Regions from separate parts of the Rattus norvegicus genome. Here region 1 is linked to region 2. Evidence: chromatin contacts called from public Hi-C data. All regions are on one chromosome and are shown on one strand. Each heading gives the region's core, a stretch centred on a gene start, on an enhancer-like site or on the middle of the called end of the contact. The rest is flanking DNA. Distances are from core to core; before and after follow the strand shown. Region 1 holds the start of Gng13 (G protein subunit gamma 13). Region 2 overlaps Cacna1h (calcium voltage-gated channel subunit alpha1 H).

Region 1 (7,621 bases), core at 4,170-6,669, 320 kb before region 2:
GGTTCAACGAGGGTGTCTCCAATGCTGTTCGGCGCAGCCTGTACATCAGGGACCTGCTGTAGCCCCACTGCCCCAGGACATCAGATCAGACTGACTCCCACAGGGATGTACCAGGGCAGAGACTCCTGGAGAAGTCTGTTTATAAAGTCACACCTTAACAGAGAGTGCGGGTCAGGCTCAGAGGATGGTACACTTGGCCTTCTCCACCCAAGGGTTGTTCTTCATCAGGTCCGGGTTCAGGAAGGGGTCCTTGGGGATCCCGTCCTCAATCCACTTGAGGAGCCTGTAAGTGGGGAGTCTCAGTGTTGGTCATTCCCATGGCACCTGCCCACTGGGGTGTGAGGTCCTGGTTCCCACAAAGGGGCAGTGGCTGGGCAGGCAAATGACACACATCACGGGGCACTCACTCGGGGATGGTCTTGGACGACATCTCCCTCTTGAAGGCCAGTTGGTACTTGAGGCTCTCCACCTCCTTCTTCATCTGGGGCACATCCCACTCCTCCATGGCGTCGGGGGCGTCGGAGGTAGCCAGCCTGAGGCTGGTGGGTGGGAGAAGCAAAAGTGCTGGTCCTGCAGCCCCCACCCAACCCCTACCCCCACTTCCGCCTCTACCTCTCTCCCTACCCTCAGCCCCAGGACAGAGGGAGATGCTGGAGGAACCTGCTGCCCATTGGCCCTTCCTGAGGTCTGCAGTCATGATGTCGGCGAAGGGCCTGGACAGTACCACAGGGATGCACTAACAAGGCCCCTGGGCCTTCTCTACCCAGTGGGGCTGATTAGCTGCAAACTTTCCGTTCTTGACTGGGCAAATGAGCCTGAGAAGGCCCAGCCCTGGATTTGGAGGACAGACTCATTCCTGCCTAGGGAGACTAAAAAAAAATGGACTCCTGAGTATCCAGAGCAACCCCCATCCTCCTTCCATACCTACTTCTAACTAGACCCTGGGCGGGATGAGGGCCCTGAGGTGCTGCCTGGCCCTCTTGGATGCCTGTTTTGCATGGGTAAAGAGGCCAAGTTAATCATGGGGCTGGATTTGGCTGCAATTTGCATGTAGGGTGGGGTATGTGCAGAAGGTCTGAGGACACGGGCCTTTCAGCAAGCCCAGGACTTGGGAGGTGGGTAGCCTCCTGAGGCCAGTGTTTTCCAGACCCAGTCACCAATCACCAGTCACAGACCTGACCAGGAAGAACTGTCAGTTTGGGCAGAACAGCGGGCCTCCCTTTACCCCTCCCTATCTAGGTGCATTCCAAAAGACCAAGTCTCTGGTTCTCCCTCCAATCACAGCTTCCACGACCTTGAGAGGGGTCTGGCACCGAGTGCCGGACACTTCCGGGCAAAGCCTCTATCCCGGGATACTGCAGCTGAGGCGGCCTTGGGGAGAGTCTGGGACCTAGCGATGGTACAGCCTTTAGAGTGGCCCATTCTTAAGAGGTCTTGGCAGGGCTCACAAGGAACCGGTGAGAGGTTGGGTGGGCTAGTATTCCTGGGTGTGGGGGGCCTCCTGCAGAGTACCTTTCCCAGAGACCCCAAGTTACGGTGCCCCACCCTGCCAGGTTCTCCCGCGCCCCGCACGCCGACAGGCACGTGGGCGGAGGATCGCTTGCGGGTCCTCCACAAATGGGAGCACCTGGGCTGGGGGCATGGCCCACCACTGGCCCTACCTGCGCTGCTGCCGCCGCCGGAGCCCGGCCACCGGTGCACCCCGAGACGCCCCCGGCCAGGCGCACGGCGGCGCACACGGGCACTGCGGGCGGCGCGCACGGCGCAGGACAGACGCGCCCCCGTCGCGCAGCGATGGCTCCTGCGCCGCTGGACTCGATCTGTCGGCCGCCCCGCCCCTGAGGCCCAGAGGCAGTTGCCCTGGTCCCAGGAGTTAGAATTAACCTAAGGGACCCTACCTGGTCAAGCCCTAGAGCCCTGGAGTCTGTTCGCTCCACAGTGTGAGGGTTCTGTTCATTGGACTTACTTTTGAAGGAGACAGCAAAAGCAGAGATGACAAGGGCCGAAGGATCTGTGGAGTGAGGCTGGGCTGACCGAGTCCGGGGAGCCTAGGCAGCTGCCCCGCCCACTCTTGCCACCTGGGGCCTTGGTACCGCCTTCACAGGGTTGGGCTGACCCCAAGAGCTCCCTTGGCTGCTCTTACAGCAGGTCTCCCCTGGGGTGGGACATGCAGCAGTGAGGGCTAGTCCCGTCTCTCCTGGGTCAGCTAGAACTGCTGGCAGCCCAGTTCGACAATCTTGTAATATTTACTGGGACCAGAGCCCTAAAGGGCAAAATATGCCTCACCCAATGAGGCATCGCTGGTTACGGCCCTCCTATGCTACCAGCCAGCTGGGAAAGGGGTGGGGGAGCAGAACACTTTCCCACTGTGGTCTTTGCAGCCTATCAGGTGCAAGCGACCTTCTTGTCCACTTATGGTAGGCTAGGAAACATACCGCAAAATTCCAGAACACTAGCCTCTCTTGGAAGGGGTTCAGCCCTTCCCCCTACCTAGCACTCCCACTTTCTGGCGCCTTCCCCATTCCCAGGCACTGACTTCAAAACAGCTAACGTTTAATCTGCCCAAAGCTGGAGATGAGTAACCTTCCACACCTGAGGCTCCCATGCCATATCCAGCCATGGGTTCTGCAAAACAGTGCTTTAGGGGTGAGTAGACCAGTTTCTTAGCTGATGCAGGATGGCCTTTGGGACTCCTGTAGAAGAAGAGTACTTCCTCAGCCACAGGATTTTAGGCCCTGTGTCATAGCCAACTCCCTCTTCCTCAGAGACTCTGTAATGCGCTAGCCCTGCCTTCAACTTCCCAGAGCATCTCCTCCCTCTAGCTTGCTTCCCAGCGTCACTGTCAGAGGTACAACTCACAAACTCTTGAGGGAGCTATGCTCTGGGGACCTTCATATGACGAAGGCTGCAGGCTGCAACCTAGACTGGGGGCCTCAGGCAGCAACAGCAGTCTCTGGGGGAGGGGCAGACCAGGTTGGGGCTCCGTAAAGGCAAGCCTGTCCTGGGAGGCCAGGCCAGGGCCTTGCTGAGTATTCTGGGTCCTCTGTGGGCTGGAGGTGTGTTGAGTAACTATTCTGCTCTTACCTAGACAACAGGATAGGTCAGAGTTAGAGGAACCGAAACAGTTCAGAGCCCACCCTACCCAGGAGATGGCCTGGAACCCTGCAGGTATGATCAAAGAACAGACAAGGTCCCTGTCCCTTGGACTCTCAGGACCATCAGTCACACAGCAGGCTTCCCTGGTGTTGTTCCGTGAAATGGGGTCACCATGATTCCCTGGTCCCTGATGCGCATCAACATGTGGTTAGATCAGGAGGCATCTCTGGAACTGGGGCACGCTGGGGTGCAGAGAGATTACTTATGGATTTGGGGGCTGGGGGAGCTTAAGGTTAATGGTGCCAGACCTCAGGGCAGATGTTGCTCTTCCTGGTAGGGTGGAGGGCTGTCCTCTCTTCTGGGACCTGAGCTCACCCTCCCTCCTCATGCCTCCCCAGCCCTGAACTAGGCTTCCATGAGTGTCTCTGTGGCAGGAGAAAAGCTGGGAGAGCCACCAGAGCATGGTGACAATAGGGAGGAAGGGACCGGTCCCTCAAGAGGCTGAAGGACTAGGTGACCTCCAGAAGGCCCCAGGGTGCCTGCATTCACTGGGATGAGGCAGTGTTACTAACTGCACTCCAGTGGGACGATCAGCCCTCAGGTGGGCTCCAGGGCTGGGGGAGCTCCTATTGCTGAGACAGTAGGTAGTCGGACCAGCCTGCTTCAGTGTCTCCCAACTCAGCCCCAAGGTTCTGGACCCAGGCTTTGTGTAATTTATTAGGCTCAGAGAAGTCAGTCAGGGGATGATCAAGACAAGGGAGTGAGTCCTGGAGCAACAACAGGTCCTAGAGGTAGTCAGGTCTTGGATCCCTACTGAGAGGGTCCTCCTCCCTCCACAATGGAGGCTGGGTGCGTCTCAGGGTGCATGGACGGTTGGGCTCCAGCAGGAGCATCAGCGCAGGTAGGGCCAATGGGCCATGCCCCCAGCCCAGGTGCTCCCATTTGAGGAGGACCCATCACAGGGACCCACATGTTAGCCAGGTGTGGTAGGTCCTTTAATCCAAGCACTTGGGAGGCAGGGGATCTCTGAATTTTAGGCCAGCCTGGTTTGCATAGTGAGTTCCAGGTCAGCTAAAGTTACAGTGAGACCCTGTCTCAGAAACATCAAGAATCCATCATAAAAACAAACAAACAAAAAAACCCCAAAGACACTCTGCGTTCTGAAACTGTAAGTCCCTGTCAGGGCTGAAACAAGGATCCCATGACTCCTTAGTTCCCACCCTCCTACCCAAGCTGGACTTGAAACTTCTCCCTAAATGTCCATCCCAGTCCTCTCAAGCAGGATGCAGTGTGGTGGGGTCTTGATGCTAGAACACAGTGGTAACAGGATACAAAAGGTTTGTAAGGTACTTTTACTCCTAGTACTTGGAAGGCAGGAGGATCTCTTTGAGTTCCAGGGCATTCTGGTCTAGACAGTGAGTTCCAGGCCAGCCAGGGCTCTATAGTGAGATTCTCTATCTCTAAGGAAAACAAATCCTGCCCCCAGTTTGGGTCTTCCAGATGGAAGGAGGACTTTCAGGAAATAATTCACTGCTGATCAACAAGTGTGAGCTGTCATCCCTTGGGCTCCTTTATGAAATTAGGACATTAACTGGGCCGTTGGGTGAGCACACACAGGGTTCCTTCCACTGGCCTAGAAATGGCCTCCTCTGGCTAGAGAGCTCCTAATAGGAGAAGAGACCTTGTCCTAGCCCAGTCATGACTGGAGCCCACTCTGATGACTCTGGGGTAGCCTGGGCTGGACTGACTGCTTTATCCTTAGGTCTCCAGGAGTGGTGACAGCAGTGGTGGATAAACTGGACAAGGAGGCATTTCAGAAGCTCCATGCAGAAGACAACCCCTAACTCCAGATGACTGATTCTCTCACAAATAAAAGGACAAAGGTCAGGCTGTGCCCAAGCCAAGGAGAAAGAATGCTAGTTGGCCATTTACCTACAGGTAGTTGAGCCTGAAGGCTGTTAGAATCTGTAGAACCCTTTTTTCTGGGAGAACAGAGCCTGAGCCAGGGGAGGGGCCTTTCAGCCTTGGGGGAGGGGCTGTTGGACAGGATGGTAACAGCACGTTAAGTTTATTCTTATTCCTGTAGGCCACAGAAGCCAATTGGGATTGGGAAAATGCTGTTTCTCTTCAACAGCTCCTAACAGACATTTTAAAAATAGTATCTTAGAAAGCCTGGAAGTGTTTTTCAAAAATAATCCAGACAGCTACAAGGAGCGATGCCATGTTGGGGAGACGGCTCAGTGATTAAAACTCTTACTTGTAAGTGTGAGGATGTGAGTGTGGATCCCCAGCGCCCACATAAATGCTGGTGGGTGTAGTAGCTGTTCAGTAACTCCAGTACTTTTAAGGTAGAGAGAGAGAATGAGGTTTGCATAAGAATGGCCCTCATAGGGCTGGGGATTTAGCTCAGTGGTAGAGCACTTACCTAGGAAGCGCAAGGCCCTGGGTTCGGTCCCCAGCTCCGAAAAAAAGAACCAAAAAAAAAAAAAAAAAAAAAAAAAAAAAAAGAATGGCCCTCATATATGCTTAGTCTGCAGCTGATGAACTATTTGGGAAGGATTAGTAGGTGTGGCCTTATTGGAGGAGGTGTGTGAGCTTTGAAGGTTCAAAAAACCCATTCCAGGCCCTCCCTCCCCTCTCTGCCTGCTATCTGTGGATCAAGATGTCAAAGCTCTCAGCTATCAACATGCTTGTCTGCTTCCTGCCATGATGAGGGTGGACTAACCCTCAGAAACTGTAAGCTTAATTTAAATGTTTAGCTTAAGCTTAAGTTAAATGTTTTCTCTTATAAGAACTGTCTCAGTTCTGGTGTCTCTTCAGAGCGGTGGAGCAGTGGCTGAGACACAGAGGATCTCTGGAGCAAGCTGGCTAGCCAGACTAATTGTACTGGTGAACCCTGGGTTCAATTGAGAGACCCTGCCTCAGTGAACTATTGAAGAGCAATTGAGGAAGATTTCTAATGTCATCCTCAGGTCTGCACACAAATATATCCATACACGTGGATGGGCATATGTACACACACCTCCCCCAAACACATACACACATGAGTACACACCACATGTACAGACAAGAGGAAAAGACCAGGGAAGACCCATCTAGGTAGCTCTTGTCCAATTTCACCTCTGGAGACAGCTGACCCTAGCTTAGGGACACAGACTCTATGCCCCTGTCTTAGGAAGCGTACTTCTTTTTTTTTTTTTTTTTTTTTTTTTTTTTTTGGTTCTTTTTTTCGGAGCTGGGGACCGAACCCAGGGCCTTGCGCTTCCTAGGTAAGCGCTCTACAACTGAGCTAAATCCCCAGCCCCAGGAAGCGTACTTCTTAACTGGGTTGACTGAAGTCCTGGGTACCAGATAGTTATGGTGAGCTGAGGATCATGCTTCAGAGAAAGGCCTGCTGAAGACATGGGCATCTCTTTGCTTTTTTTTTTTTTTTTTTTTTTTTTTTTTCCGGAGCTGGGGTCCAAACCCAGGGCCTTGCACTTGCTAGGCAAGCGCTCTACCACTGAGCCAAATCCCCAACCCCAGGGCATCTCTTGGCTAACAACTCTGCAAGTTGGGCATGGAGGTGCTTGTGTGCAGTCTGGCGCTTGGGAGGCTGAGGCCTGAAGTTCAAGGCTAGCATAAGCTACACTTCAAGATCCGAGAGACAGAGACAGAGAGACAGACAGAGACAGAGGGAGGATCCTGCCTAACTTGGAGGCAGGAGTAGGTACTGGGAGGATGCAAAGGCAAAACCCACACCTAGTGGTGATGCAGTATGTATCCATCTGACACTGTGGTTCCTGCCCAAGGACTGGGGTCGTCATCACTGGAAGAGCAGCGACCGCCACTCCAGATGCTTGCTCTCTGTGAATAGCAGCAGATTGTGTCAGGGCGCTGAGCCCTGAACCTCAGCACCAAGGGGAATGGCAGAGCATCAACTCAGGTACGCTCCCAAAACAGGCAACGTTGTTCAGCTGAAGGCCGTACAGTTCCAGTGATTCCAGGGGGGATGTTTCTGTGTTTTGCACCTCTCCTGCCACCTAGGGTGGGGTCCATGGGCATGGTCTCTCCCTAAAGATAAGGATAGCATCTAACAGATGTGGTGTGGTCTGGGCAGCATAGGGTATGCAGACGGTGAGGTCATGTGTGGAGCCTCATGAGTGGGAATGGTCCGCTGGCATCCCGTGTTGAGGGAGGAGAGATGAAACTGCTGTGTGCTCTGCCCGGAACCACCTTCCTCCCACCTGAACTGTTTGTGGTACCTGTGCACTTGCCTGCGTGGTAGCTCTTAGTGGAAGCCATAGGCCTCACCTGCTGCTGCAAGAGGAGTGAGGCATGGCCACACCCCAACCAAGAAAGCTGGAGCCTAGCTTTGGGCCCCTCTCATGTTGTAATGCTAAGGTCCACTTCCTTTATCACCAGGAGTGCTCTCAGGACAAAGTCTGTACACATCATCTTCTATGATTTCTGGGCATCTATTCTATTCTAGTGGGAGGGTATCTCCACAGACAGTCATCCCTCACGTGTCCCTCTAGTCCTGATT
Region 2 (7,163 bases), core at 3,501-6,000:
GAGACTCCCTGGGGTCTAGGTCTGTGGTCAGCAGGCTGGTAGGCAGGCAGGCAGCCAGTGAGAGGCACCTAGCTCCTGGTAGCCACAAGGCAGTCACAGTTTCGGTAGGGTAGCCTTGTCTCTGTATTGGGGGCCTTCTGTGGAGAGAGAAGTGAGGAGAGGGAGGTGTGTGGGTACATGTACAACTGTGCATATAATTCCAAATATCCCTCTTGTGTGTTGTGCCCTAATGTGTGATCCATTTAAACTATACTGTACGTCTGTGGTCCCACATGATGTAAATCCCTACTGTGAATAAGGACTCTTTCTCATGTCCCTGTCCCACTGTTGGAGGAAGCTCTGGGGTGCTCTGAGGAGGCCCAGTGGGCTCCTTGTCCCTAAGTAGATCTGCTTATGTGTTTGCACTGTAAAGCCTCTATGTGGGATGATCACTTGAACGCACAGAGCCCTGCACTGATCCTGTCACAGGGCTACGGCAATGGGTAATGTCCACAAGTGGTTTCAAGGCTCCCTCCCCTCACTGCGTGACATCTGCTTATCCATCAGGAGTGTGTCCTTCACTGTCCCCCACTTGATGGAGACCAGCCTCTGTCAGTTGACCCTCAGTTCATGGACTTGGAGCACATCCCTGACATACAGTAGGTACCCCTGATGGATGGATTTTGCTGCTCAGCGATGGGAGAGCAACAGAGGAGTCTGGTCCTTTCCCAGGGAAGACTTCCTGAGTAGAGTTTACCTGAGCAGAAAGAAGGGGGCACTGCTGAGTATCTAACTGACACCAGACTCAGGTCAGCCATGATCACTGTTCTCCCAGTTAGGCTCCCAGTGTGACTGCTTCCCCACCCCCAGGGTTCTACTGGCTCTGCCTGACCCTGTGTCCCCAGGCTGCAACATTTCCAGACCAAGGTGGCATCAGCCTCCGGGGTCAGGAGGTGGGCTGTGCTTAGCCGACTCCGCTTCCTCTCCAGTCATGTGGTTGAGCCATGTCAGTGAGGCTCCTGCACGGCGCTTCCCACTTCTCTGTAAATTGGCTGGCGTAATGGCTCAGCTGGGTTCTGGGCTTAAAGAATTTCATCCCATTAAACACAAATACCGTGTGGTTTGAAATATTTGTGCTGGAGCTGCCCCGACTGTTCCTCGGGCAAGCCACATGGAGCTGCAATTAGTGCCTGGCGGGTAGCCGCCACTGACTTGGGGTGCAAACACATGGCATAGCTGTGATTGTCTATGTTGTTTCTATGTTGTCCCACCCTGCCCATGAGTTTGGCTGTTCCTTAGTCTAGGCAAGTTGGTGTGGGCCTAGAAGGACCTGTCCCTGCAGGGTGTGGCCAGCCCATATACTCTGAGCACAAGGACTGTCTGTGACCCTGTTCTCTGGGGCAGAGGCCAAAGAGCGACATTCACCGATGGGTGCTCAGCCAGGCCCGTCAGTGACCTGGCAGATACGAGATACCCAGAGTATCAGTGTTTCCACCAGAACAGGTTACATCTACAGGGCCTGTCACATAAATTCTATGCCAGCTTGTGTGCATGGTGTCTACTTCCTGTGTTCTCACACCGCCGCCCTCATATGATCTGTGTGTGCCCTGATTTCTTCCCATGAGGACCTGTGCTGGTAAACAAAGAAAGGCTTTGAACCATCCTTCTGTTCATTCCCTGAAGACCCCCTGTCCACATGTCTCAAGTTCTTGGTCCTCGATCTAGCCCATATTCTTATTCTACCTGACAGGGACTGGCCTTCCAAGGTTAACTGACCGTTAGCCATGGACCGAGTGCTTATTTTCCCTTTAGTTCAGCTATCGTAACATCCCAGTAGTATGTTAGAAGCAGACGCTGGGGCCTTTGTGGGTTGTGTTATCTGATCAGATGTGGTTATGAGGGGTAAGGGTGCTTAGAGTCACCTGTGTACAGGATCTCTGCCATTTATGGACACAGGAGTCAGCTGCCTGTGGCCTAAAACCTTGCCTGTAACCGTCATCTTGGTTTCCAGCCTCCAGACTAAAACATAAATTGTATGAAAGTTCCCGGGACCAGCAAGCCCCCCCCTTCCACTTTGTGGGACTCCTCCGTACCATGTACTTCACCCACCTCTGGGTCACAGCTGAAGCAGGTGTATGGGCCATCTTGGCCCAACCAGCTTGGCACATGGACAGTGGCTTCCCAGGGAGGGAAGAGCAGGGCTTATGGTTCTGAACTTTGGGGCAGAGCCTCTGAGACCCTTCTCAGCGTATAAATGTCATGCTGGGGCTGACACCCAGGTAGCAGGATGCCAGGGTCTCGGGGATGAAGCAGCAGCCTTGAGAAACCAAGGTCCAGCAAGTTTCACTTTGAAATCAGATTTTCCGGGGAGGGAGTGGTCTGGGCCATCCTTTTAAAATGTCACCACTATTAATAACATGGCCGCTGGTGGAGGGAGGACAGGGACAAGGCCAAAGCCAGTTAGCTCATTCACAGCCTTAGGGATATAGGTCAGGCCCCGTGTAGATGTAAGAAAACTGTGTGAGGCTTGGTATGGAGGGGGCGTGTGGTGAGGGTCAGCCTAACTGAGGTCTGCTCAGGGCAGGGCTTCCCTGGAGGACCCAGAGATGACAGAAATGGGGGCTTCCCCCCGCTTTGATGCTTCTGTGTGTCCATTGAGAGGAGGGGAACTGTCTGGCAGCCTGTCAGACACATCTAGGCGGGAGAACAGGTTTTCTTTTTACAGGAAGCTTCAAGAGTTAGGGGGATTCCAGGATTCTGCATGGACTGGAGGCCTGACAGGTAGAGGCTGGACAGCATCTAACAGCATATATTCAGTGTCCTCCAGCATCCAACTAGGGCTTAGGTGTCCTCGGGAGGGAAGGTGCCTAACTTACCACCGATACCTGGAACTTGAAGGTTCTGTACTGGGGTGTAAGCCTCCTATTGGGCCTTGAGGTCTGTCCACATCTGCTCTGGCCATAGCCTCTATATAGAGCTCCCTGTGGCCTAGCAGCTCAGGAGGCCCTGCCTCATTGACATACAGAAACCTGGGACCTTGTACATCGGTGCCCATAAATTGTGGCCAGGCAGTCCTAGGTGCAGGACGCTTTTGAGCCCTGCAGACTGGCAAGATCTGTGAACAGAGCAGCTGTCCCCAACCCTGCTAGAAAAGTACAATTACTGAAGTGTTGTCCACTGTCCCCCAGTGCTTTTAGGGTTTCAGGAAAGTGAATGGCAGGATTAGGATGGACTTGGGGCCCAGGTACAGGCAAAGGAGTATGTCTCCGAGAGTGTGGGAGTCAGAGAGAAGGGGGGGAGGTTACGGCAGGCTGGGAGAGCAGGCTGGTGGTAGGCATTGCTGTGAGGTTTCCCTTTTAAATAAATACCCGGTTGCCAGGCAACAGTGGTAGGGATAGCCAGGCTTTGCATAGATGGATTGGGGGTGGGGGTCAAGGACCCAGTTGGAACACAGCCTGCTGCAGGGTTCGTGGTTTCCCATGAATGCTAGCCATTATGCCACAAGGTGCCCTACCTGTCCCCTTTCCCAGTATGCCTTGGGAACCCAGCTCCCAGGTCGGCCCAGATTTGTGTTTGCAGCAGTCAACATACACACACCTCAGATCACAAGTATAAGTCGGGTTTTCTCAGGAAGGTGGAGATGGTAATGTCCCCAGCAGTGTGTAGAAAAGAGAAGGGCCCAGCCACGTGGACTGGGGCACCGAGGCCCACCCAGAAAGGCTGCCACCCCTCACCTGCACCTGCTCACATAGACCACTCAGACCCTCCATCCCTTGAGGGACAGATAAAGTCTCCTGATCCTCAGAGAACCTAGAGGATCTGCTATGTGCTGAGTGCATGTGGTGGGGACATGAGAGAGGCGTGGCTTCGGGGCCCTTTGTTGGTGGCAAAAACATGGCTGGTAGTGGCTCCTCCCAGTATAACTCTCTTCATCCTCAGTGAGTGCTATGTGGAGCTAGGTAAGGCATGGCAGTAGAGACACAGGACTGAGGCAGAATCCTGGGCAGAGCAGCCTAGGCATGAAGGGGCAAAACTGCATACTGAAGAGATGCCCTGTGACCCTTCCCTTGAGTCAACCTCAGACACTGAAGGTTCCCACAGGGCTACAATAGTCAGTTCTGGGTCCCAAAGAAGGGCTCTGTGCTCTCCCAGGCTGGCCTCTATCCATACTAACTAGCCATGGAGATCAGAAGCTACATGGGGGCCCCATCCAGATGGGCTCCAGGATTCTCCTGAGGAAAGGAGCCAGACCCTGGGGGTTGGGGGAAGGGAAGAGTACCAGGCCATGTTCCCATGGAAGGAGTGTCCAATCCCCTTGGGTCACTAATTTGAGCTTCAGGCAGCTGTGCAGCGAGGCCCAGGCAGTTATTTCTGGCCCAGAGAATTCCAGCAAAGAGGTCCCTGAAAGCCCGTCCTGTGGGCCAGCAGTCCTCTCTCCCAGGAATCACCTTGCTCTGGTTTTTGTCTGCCTTCCGTCTTTCCCTTCCAGGACTATTGGAGCGGGTTGTGCAGAATGCTTTTGGGGATCCTGTTGGGCAGAGGTCAAGCTCACCCTCTCACCTTCTCCCAGGATTAAACTTGAGTGGGGTTGGAGGAATTGTTTGAGGAGCAGCTGGTGGGGAGGGGCTGCCACTATGACTGGTCCTCAGTGAGGAGTAGCTAGGAGCGCCTGAGAATGTAGGAAACAGGTTCCTCTTCCAAGCAGCACCCCCCTCCTCCCCCTCTCCTCGTGGGATTTGGGTGGGGGAGGTTACGTGCTGCCACCAAGTGGCTGGCACAGTCTGGGTGAGGTTTCTCGCCTACACAGCCTGCCTTCCTGCAGGCACAGGGACTAGAGGGGTGGGATCAGGCACTTTTCCACTCAATTATCCCTTGAAAAGATCCCGAATCAAGCTCTTTATTAAGAGCTAAGCAGAGACATTAGCGCACTTTCTAATTAGCATGGCTTTAAAAACTGCACAATTAGAGCCATTGGCAAGCACTCAGCCAGGCTCCACCATGTCAGTCTCTGCAGATAGGGAGGGCTTGGCCCGGGAAGACCTGGGGTCCTGCCCTCCTTTGAAGACCTCATAGGGTGTGTTTACATTTGCAGTACAGGGGCCCCTGTTGTGTGTGTTTGCAACATGTGCAGTACACTAGAACGGATAGTAGTTTACACGTGGGCGTATGGGTACACGCCGAGCCCCGTTCTGGGTGCCCCACTGTACGTCCTGCCCCTGTGGCTGACCAAGCACACACTTTATCTAGGGCCAGATCAATGAGCCGGGGGTGGGACTGCTGTACATCACCCTGGCCATGGGGATGTCAGCTCACCACGGTTGTTAATAAGGGACTGGGAGAGCAGAGTGCCTCACAGGGCACAGGGGAGGATGAGGATGAACCGGAATGTTCTGGCGGCTAGAGTTGAGTACTCATAGTGACCTGTCCTCCCCATTTGAGGGGCTCTAGTGGGGAGTGGCTCCCATACCCTGGCTTCAGGAGGAAGTATTCTCCCACAGACAGCCTGCCCCCACCCTTCCCCTGGGTGACCCCGAGCAGAGCAGGCAGCTGGAGAACAAACAGCTCCATGTTTGGTCCGCTGCCCTCACTCCCCACCCCCACCCCCAGCCCCAGCTCAGCCCAGCCTGCTGTGAGTCACGCAGGCCTAGGCCCAGGCTCCCAGGCCATGTTCCCTGGTCGGCCATGGGGGTGGGGATAAAGGAAAAAGGTCTCATAGAACGGGAATGGAGAGAAGGAAGCAGGTCCGCTAGGCAATGGAGGGGGCGGTTAGAAAGGCTAGCGAAGGGAGGACATGGCCAAGGTCCCTCCACCCCCCAAGATCTGAGCTTTGGACAGAGGCGATGCACTGGTCAACTACCCCACCTGTTCCCCTCCACCTATCCCAAGGGCAGGCTCTGAGCTCCGTGGAGCTAGGCCATCTTCAGGTAACTGCCACAGGTGTACTGAACCCTGGGCATCTGGTAACAGCCCACTTGTCTCGGCTCTGGATGCCTCCTGGCCTCCTGAGAGATCGAGACCCAGGTGACCTTAGATAAAAGCTGCACATCCCCCCAGCCTTAGCAAGGACCTAGGTGGAGGCATAGCTGGTCCTGTGGTAGCTGGGACAGACCCGCACACACTCAGCAGTCCACTTCTGGGAAGCTCTGGGTCAGACCAGCTGGCCCAAGTACAGGGGTCTGATGAGGGACACACTATGTCCCTCAAGGAGGAGCAGAGGAAAGGAAGCTGCCACGTGTGCCTGCGCTCCTTGTGTGGGATCACTCTGATGACCCCAACAGGACTGTCTTGTCCTGACCCCTCCTGTCACCCCCATCTTTGTTTCCAAATCCCAGACCTAAATAAGATGCTCAACACACATTCTCGAATTGTGAGACCGGCAGTACAGTACAGGAATGGGTGGCTGGGCCAGGGCTGATGGAAATGGAGCTGGGCTGGGGATCCCCTCTGCCTTTGCCCTAATTGGGTCTCCAGGTTCCTCCTCACCTTATTATCAGCCTGTCGGCATGGCAACAGCCTCAGGGAAGAAAGAGAAACCTTCTTCAATCATCACATCCTGCTCCACCCCTGAGACCTCACAGGAGCCCCGGACAAATGCCCACAGAGAAGTTCCCTGGGCACCTACCCGGGAGAAGGGTTTGGGATTTCCACACCTCTTCTGGGGGGAGAAGGCAGGCATATAAACCCAGAGGGCTGGGGGCTGGCTTTGTTTGCAGTAGGTCATGGGTAGCAATCTCAGACTGGAGGATATGGCCGTACCGGGTAATCTGCAAACCCCCTGCGCGTTTCAGGCATCCCCAGGGAAAGGGGCAGCAGGCTCCAACGCTGCGGCCAGCTTTGGGGTTCCTTCCAGGGTCGCAGTTGACCTCAGCCACAGTGCTCCCTCCGTCCTACCCATCTGGAGGGAGCCCACCCAAGGTGTGGCTTACCTTGTCATAGAGGAGCATGTAAGGGTAGCAAAGCCCATTTAGCCCCTGCAGCTAGCTAGCTAGCATCCCCTCACGTTCTACTTAGTGAAGGGTGGCCTACCTGCCCTTCAGAGCGTCTTCCCAGAGCCTTCTGATGAAGGTGACACCAGAGACACCTGTACTGAGCTTGCCGGGTGTATGGCTGAAGGACTCTGCACATCAGTAAAGGTTCCCGAAATCACTCACTCAGGCTCCATTCGTTACAACTTACAGGGACAC

The links. A called contact is a pair of places that touch in the nucleus more often than the background predicts.
Region 1: a contact with region 2 is called in a Hi-C map of Schwann cells, with 2.9 times the contacts expected there. The contact joins two enhancer-like sites. A contact is called at or near these places in 4 of 12 Hi-C or Micro-C datasets (Schwann cells, frontal cortex, hepatocytes and 1 more).

What each region holds. Positions count from the first base shown.
Region 1 is chr10:15,240,084-15,247,704 of GRCr8, reverse strand. Gng13 (G protein subunit gamma 13) reads right to left here and starts at 2,007. Exons shown (of 3, transcript NM_001135918.1): 1 at 1,967-2,007; 2 at 408-539; 3 at 103-283. The coding sequence starts at 505. The coding sequence ends at 178. Chtf18 (chromosome transmission fidelity factor 18) reads left to right here. Exons shown (of 22, transcript NM_001105773.1): 22 at 1-180. The coding sequence ends at 62. Within about 2 kb of position 5,419, at least 7 of the 93 cell types and tissues checked have an H3K27ac peak or open chromatin away from gene starts, as enhancers often do.
Region 2 is chr10:14,924,093-14,931,255 of GRCr8, reverse strand. All of the region lies in intron 1 of Cacna1h (calcium voltage-gated channel subunit alpha1 H), which reads left to right. Among named protein-coding and RNA genes, the nearest start is that of Cacna1h, 25 kb to the left of the region's middle. Within about 2 kb of position 4,750, at least 20 of the 93 cell types and tissues checked have an H3K27ac peak or open chromatin away from gene starts, as enhancers often do.